Regions from separate parts of the Arabidopsis thaliana genome. Here region 1 is linked to region 2. Evidence: chromatin contacts called from public capture Hi-C data. All regions are on one chromosome and are shown on one strand. Each heading gives the region's core, a stretch centred on a gene start, on an enhancer-like site or on the middle of the called end of the contact. The rest is flanking DNA. Distances are from core to core; before and after follow the strand shown. Region 1 holds the start of AT4G29360 (O-Glycosyl hydrolases family 17 protein). Region 2 holds the start of AT4G29240 (Leucine-rich repeat (LRR) family protein).

Region 1 (3,500 bases), core at 59-2,558, 35 kb after region 2:
AAAGCGAAATAGATAGCGTCAAGCTGAGCATCAAACATGTTGGAGTAAAGCAAACCCGTGGCAGGATCAACAACCTGCGAAGATGACTCGAATAGAGCATACTCCAACGGAACTTTTTCAGTGGAATCTCTGTAAGCATAATACGGATACAGGTCTATCATAAAGGGAGACTCATTCTCAACCAAGAACTCAAGCATTGGTTTCAAGAACGCTGAATGCTTCTTGCTGAAAGAAGCTGACGAAGGCGGGAAGGAGCGTGACAAGATAGCAAGGGAATGTGAGCTCGAGATCTTGATCTTTTTATCCAAACCAGACTTCTTAAGAGCTGTGTGAATGTTTCGCATCGCAGGTAAGACTAGACCAGTGGCATTGTCTGGTGCTTCAGTTACTTCAAGACCAACTGAAATCGAAGTGATTTTGGTAGATGGATAATAAGGAAGGATGTTGTTGCTAAGCCAAGTATCTACATTGGATTGAAACTGAGCAAATGCAAGTAGATCAGCGTTAGGGACACCAATCATAAGCTCGATTCCAGTGTTTGCAAAAGCTTTAAGAACATCAATGTTGGCGTCATAGATTCGAACAAATTTGATGTTGAGATGTTGGATTAGCTCAGAGACTCTGTTAGGACTTGGAAGATTATCAGCATTTCTTCCATAACATATCCCAATCTTGCTAGCCATACCAAAATCTGCAACAAATCCACAAAACAAGTCTCAAAAATGGCTGCTTTTGAATCTCAAATGTCGATTCCAAACACCTAAAAGTAGTTCAAAGCTAACAGATTCGAGATTTTCAGACAAGAACTACTACAGTGAAACAGAGATTAACCCAGGACAAAAAGTAAAGCATCGAACTTTAACATCAAGAAGACAAATTTAAGAGATAGTGAAACATAGAAGAGAGAATCAAAGGTAAATGCAGACCCAAAAGAGGATTTGAGTGTAAAGACATACTCAAAAAGGCAAGAATGGAGACAAAAATCCAGAAGACTAGATTCAGTCTTTGACCCATTTTTCTTTCCTCTGTCTTTCTCAAGCTTTAAACTTCACTCAAGTGTTTATTCTACACCCTTGAACCCAGAAATGAAACGTCTCACTCTCAAGAACACTTAAGTAGGAAGCACCGACTTTTTAAGTGACGCAAGAGAGATTTAGAGATAGAGAGAAGTCACTGGAGGTGAACGTTGTGTGCTTTCTATATCAGAGTTCGGATTCCAGCTGAAAATATAAAATTGAGTTTGTAGAAACGTCTCGATTCCGTGAATTAAGCGAGCATGTTTGCTCTCTCTCTTTGACTGTTGTAGTAGATTTTACTGCTTCGAGAACAAAAAAAAAAAAAAAAAAAAACTTTTTTAGATTTATAATAATAAAAAATAATATTAAAAAGATAAATGGGTTCGAGTGCAAAGAGTACTACAGTACAGACAGACCACAGTGGTCTGCTTTTTTTTTTTTTTTTTTTTTTTAACGGTCCAATCTCCACTCAATGCAATTTTTGTATTTACCAAAGTAATTGCAATTTCTTACATTTGATTTTTTACCATTTGAAAATGTAAATCCAGTATGTTGTTTTGGAATTTTAGAGTGCACAAGCATAAGTTGTTTTTGGGTCTGGCTACTAGTTTTATCAGATTTTAAGCAGTGTCATAAGTAGTTGATGAGAACATGTGGAACATTATAAAGGCTTACTTAAAATCAAGATGATCTATTGCTTGGAACAATGATAATAAGAGTTTGAGCCTAATAAGGGTATAATTCAAACGATGTATCTAATATGGATTTGATCATGGCAATGAAGGTACTGTATACAAAATTTTATTAAAGATGATAATGTCGTACCAAGTTAATTTCTTGATTTGAGTGGGCGTGGGCCAATTGGGTTTCTTCTCCTATTTTTCTTTGGGCATTAACCCATTAACTACAGTGAATCTTTTTTTGAAAAACAACGGTGAATTTCTTCTCGATTCTCTTAACATTTTGACTTCAAAAATTTAGAAAGAATATTTCTATTTTACTTTTTTTTATTCAAAAAGAATATTTCTCCCCAAATCTACACTACACGATCTCAAAATTCTAAGAATATTTCTGCTTAGAATTGCCTGAGCACCAATCTCCCCAATGGTTATGTGGAACCCCAAAGCCAGAGCGGGAACAACAATTTTTTATGCCGAGATTTCCTTAGAAACAAGATGCAATGGAAGTGAGGTTTAGGGTAAGGCTGAGTGGTGGTCTGATGCTATGGTTACACAATACGAGTCATATCAATTCCAGCATTGTATAAGTCTTTCGGTTTGATGACTCTCTCTTATTTAGTCTCTTGGAGATTGAATGTCCCTTTTTTTTTTTTAATATTTTGAAATAGAAATTTTACGAAGATATCATACAAAAATATGATTGAGTTAAATTATCAACAATAGTTAATTAGAACGATAAAACACTAGAAGTAAATTTTGACCATGCTTTTATCTGGAAAGCATTGTTTCAATGAAATTCAAAGGTTTGTGTAGCTTTTTTATCTTTGGTTCAATCTCCACTGGTCACAGTTTTATTGTAAGGTTTTGATATATATAGTCTTGCTTTTGTATTAATCAAATTTAATATTAAAAATAAAGGCAGCTAGAATTGAGCTATTAGTAAACCTCTTGTGATCAAAAGAAAGAAGATTTGAAAGAGAAAACCGTCCGCAAGTTAGATCCACGCGCGACTCTAGCGCGTGGAATATAGCTATTAGTTTGCCTATCTATTGTACATATCTTGAGAAATAAAATTTAGATTATAGTAAGATATCTCTTTTCCAATGGAAACTTGATAAATTTTCCCTTTGATTTTTCTTTTGACTACATTACTATCTTTCTTTACATCAGGGAGAAGGATTTCTATATATTTGAACCCCATTTCATGATTTTTGTCTCCATCACCACCAAAGATGATCCCCAAAGAAGAAGTTGAGCGGCCGCAGAAAAAAACGAAGCTTCCGTCGTTACCATGTGAGACGTCGTTGTTCTTGCAACTTCCCGACGAGATCCTGGTGAACTGCTTGGCACGTCTCTCTAAATCGTCTTACCGTTCACTCTCCCTCGTCTGCAAAACCTTTCGTTCTCTCCTCCACTCTCAACCCCTCTACTCCGCGCGATATCAACTCGGAACCACGGAGATCTGCTGCCTTTATCTCTGTCTACGGTTTGTTACCGCTACGGAACCAGTCTCACGCTGGTTTACTCTCAGTAGGAGAAGTGGAAGTGTTTTGGTTCCTTCTGATCATTCTCTCCCATATTCAAATTCAACCGTAACGATGGGTTCGAAAATATATGGTGAACATATGGGTGACGCTTTTGGTCCGTCTTCAGCTATATGGATATATGACTGTTTTACTCGCTCGTGGGGCGATGTCCCCAACATGAAGATGAAGAGGGAAAACGCCTCCGCATGTGTTTTGGATGACAAGATTTATGTAATGGGAGGATGTGACTCTGGGGGCATCAATTGGTTCGAAATGTT
Region 2 (3,556 bases), core at 504-3,003:
TTCATATTTTGAACTCATATTATATTCCTTGAAATCTTTTTTAACGTCCTAGTATTCAAATTGTATATCATGTTTTGTACTTTTATATACATATAATTATATATTTAAATTGCATTGTCCGTCTTTATATAGACTCCACGAATCAATTTATCTTTCTGTATGCTTGTTTGTTTTTTATGTGGACTCCATCATTACTAGACAAAGTGTTAATTTAGCAAATGATCAAAGGAATCAATTTATATTGTTATTAACAATTTCTGAATTTGAATCGGATGGTGATACATCGACAATCACTAGTATAAATTAGTAGACTATATAATATAAGCCAAGCTAACAAAAAAAAACTAACATGCAATATGGAGTTTTTAATATGTATTGTAAGTTAATTACTAGTTGTTGCCCCACAGAACAAAAAAGAAGAAGAAGAAGAAGAAGAAAATATCTAGTTTTTGAATACAAAAAACACCGGTCGTTTTGTCCAACAGAAGAGTTACATAAGAAATATGCGATTTTCACAAAGAAAATAGTTGTTTCGTTTTAGTACTAATTAAGTATTCAAATTAACTTGATCGTTTCCAACGGAATAATACTACCCAAGAACTAGCAACTAGGCTTCTTAGGAACTGGGCTCATTGAGCCCATTAAAGGCCTACTTGCAATTGAATTACGTATGCATTAATGCATGTCAGCATATGGTTGCCAAAAACGTGATTATCATTTGTCTTTGGGTCTTCCTGTCCGTCAAGGTCTTTAAACTGAAATAAAAATTGAATCGAACTAGAACAACGTTTAGTTTGTGAGTATGTCCTTGCCTAAAAGCCTAAAACCAACTTTATTCTGAATAACAAACAGTTGAACAAAATCAAAGTTTTCGTAAACCCTGATCATGGCCATTTTTGGTACGGATCTCATGCTCTTTTAATGGTTGGTACGTTATTTCGAAAAATAGAAAGACTTATCTATTTAAATCCTGCAAATGACCACAAACTGTTTTCCATTTTTTTTGTCTCCATCCATATCGTATTGAAAACTACTTTCTAGCATATCAATCCTCTTTAAACAGCTCAACTCAAGTTATAAGAAATAGTAGAGCAATTGGTATTTCGAAATACAGAGAAATTTATTTCGTTGTCAATACCATTGTGTTTGTTGTGTTTTTGTTTTATAGTGAATGCTTGGAAATCTAAAAATTTTGTTGTTTAGCTAGATCAAGTAAAGTAATTTATTGCAAGAGTATAAGCTTTCCTCTCAATAATTGCATTGAAAAACATTTGGATTCAATGCAGCTACATATATTAAATAAAATTGTTCAATGGAGACACAAATGCATTTGTGCAATTCCATGTGATGCAGTAAAAAAAAAATCACACTCCCAAAATATCTCTCTCTACAACACAAGTCAACAACACAATATTCACAGTCACAAGCTATATGCCTTTTCTTATTTATAGCTTCATCTAGATTCTGTTCAATTTTTTTTCCATTTATTATTGCATTCTTGATTACTTCTGTCTAAAAGATTCACAATCAATTAGAACTTGTTTAGTAGGTGGAACTTAAAAACCATTATTAGTTAACTTATCAAGAACGGAATCAAACTAGTGCATCCATTCAAATGACAAATGTAACAATTTGTCAAAACATGTGATTCAATATTTTACACTAAAATGCATTGAAATAACAAAGTGGAACAAAAGGAAAAAGAAGAAAAACCCGTGATATGATTCATGCAATCATAAGTTGAACATAAACAGTAAAACTTAACAATACAAAGGCAAATGTGACATAACTACACAAGGAACAAATAAGAACTCTTTTTGATAATCTTGTCCCCTCTCTCATATCATCAATGCTTCTTCAACCACATCCACTCTGTTTTTCATAATCTCACACTCTCTCTCTCTCTCTCTCTCTCTCTCACACACACACACTCACACAAAACTCATTAATCCACTGAAACAATCACTATTCATTCTCTTTCCTTAAGTGTCAAACTCTTGAAAAAACTACTTTGAAGGAAAAAATGTCTAAGAAGAAGAAAGGCAGCAACAACTTTAAGCTTCTCTGTTTCTTCCTGTTTTTGGGTGGTTTGGTTCAGACAGATGCTTCTTTTGGAGTAGGAGGCGGCGTTGGAGTAGGAATCGGCGGCGGCGGCGGTGGCGGTGGCGGTGGTGTTTGGGTTGGCGGTGGATACAACAACGGTGGAAATCGTAATGCTGTTCCAGGATCATCAGCTCCAAACAGGGTAGCTTACAATGCTCTTCAAGTTTGGAAATCAGCCATGAGAGAGGATCCATCAAATGTTCTCAAAACATGGGTTGGATCAGATGTTTGTTCTTACAAAGGTGTGTTCTGTTCTGGTCAATCTATAACCTCTATAGATCTTAACCATGCAAATCTCAAAGGCACACTTGTCAAAGACCTAGCTTTACTCTCAGACCTCAATATTCTCCATCTCAACAGTAACAGATTCTCAGGGCAAATCCCAGATTCTTTCAAATCTTTAGCTTCTCTTCAAGAACTTGATCTAAGCAACAATAAACTCTCAGGTCCTTTCCCTTTAGTCACACTCTACATACCAAATCTGGTTTACCTCGATCTCCGGTTTAATAGTTTAACCGGTTTCATCCCTGAAGAGCTTTTCAACAAACGGTTAGACGCGATTCTCCTCAATAACAATCAATTCGTCGGAGAAATCCCAAGAAACCTCGGAAATTCTCCGGCTTCGGTTATTAATCTCGCGAATAACAGATTTTCCGGCGAAATTCCGACGAGTTTTGGTCTGACGGGATCGAGGGTTAAGGAAGTTTTGCTTTTGAATAACCAGTTAACCGGTTGTATACCGGAATCTGTTGGTATGTTCTCTGAAATTGAAGTCTTTGACGTTAGCTACAATGCATTGATGGGTCATGTTCCAGATACGATCTCTTGCTTGTCGGCGATTGAAATTTTGAATCTTGCTCACAATAAATTCTCTGGGGAGGTTCCTGATTTGGTTTGTTCGTTGAGGAATCTTATTAATCTCACTGTTGCGTTCAATTTCTTCTCTGGGTTTAGCTCTGAATGTTCTTCCAGGGTTAGTTTCGGGTTTGATTTCGTTGGGAATTGTATTCCCGGGAGGAATTCGCAGCGGCCGCAGCCGGATTGTTCCGGTTATTCCGGCGGAGCTATGAGCTGTTTTAGGATTCCGACGCAGCCTTTGGCTTGTGCTGCGATAAGTGTTGGATTGAGAGAGAGTAATAATCAATACTACACTTCATCTCCTCCATGAAAGTTTCTAAAGTTAGAAGCTTTTTTTTATTAATGGTTGATGCTGAATGATCTATCTTTTTTGTAACTTATTAATTAGTTGATTAGTGACCAAATTAAACGTTAATTCCTCTTCTGTGTAATCCAATCGTTGCTAATGTTGTTTTGTAAGCAGAAGAATTTTGTAAAAATCTAACGTAAGAATAAGGTGCCCAGTAAATGTAATTAAAGCAAAGACTTGGCTTAGTGAATTTCACCGGAAAATATCTTGTTTTGAATCAATTAGATGAATGAGTGATCAAGCAAT

What was found. Capture Hi-C pulls out chosen DNA fragments and counts their contacts.
Region 1: a capture Hi-C map of shoot shows a contact between it and region 2, with 2.2 times the contacts expected there. The contact joins the promoter of AT4G29360 here to the promoter of AT4G29240 in region 2. A contact is called at or near these places in 9 of 26 Hi-C or Micro-C datasets (callus, flower, leaf and 3 more) and 2 of 3 other capture datasets (seedling and shoot).

Annotation. Positions count from the first base shown.
Region 1 is chr4:14,452,674-14,456,173 of TAIR10.1, forward strand. AT4G29360 (O-Glycosyl hydrolases family 17 protein) reads right to left here and starts at 1,309. Exons shown (of 5, transcript NM_179225.4): 1 at 957-1,309; 2 at 1-691. The coding sequence starts at 1,014. It overlaps AT4G29370 (Galactose oxidase/kelch repeat superfamily protein), which reads left to right and starts at 2,929. Exons shown (of 1, transcript NM_119082.2): 1 at 2,929-3,500. The coding sequence starts at 2,929.
Region 2 is chr4:14,416,803-14,420,358 of TAIR10.1, forward strand. AT4G29240 (Leucine-rich repeat (LRR) family protein) reads left to right here and starts at 1,754. Exons shown (of 1, transcript NM_119068.3): 1 at 1,754-3,548. The coding sequence starts at 2,024. The coding sequence ends at 3,271.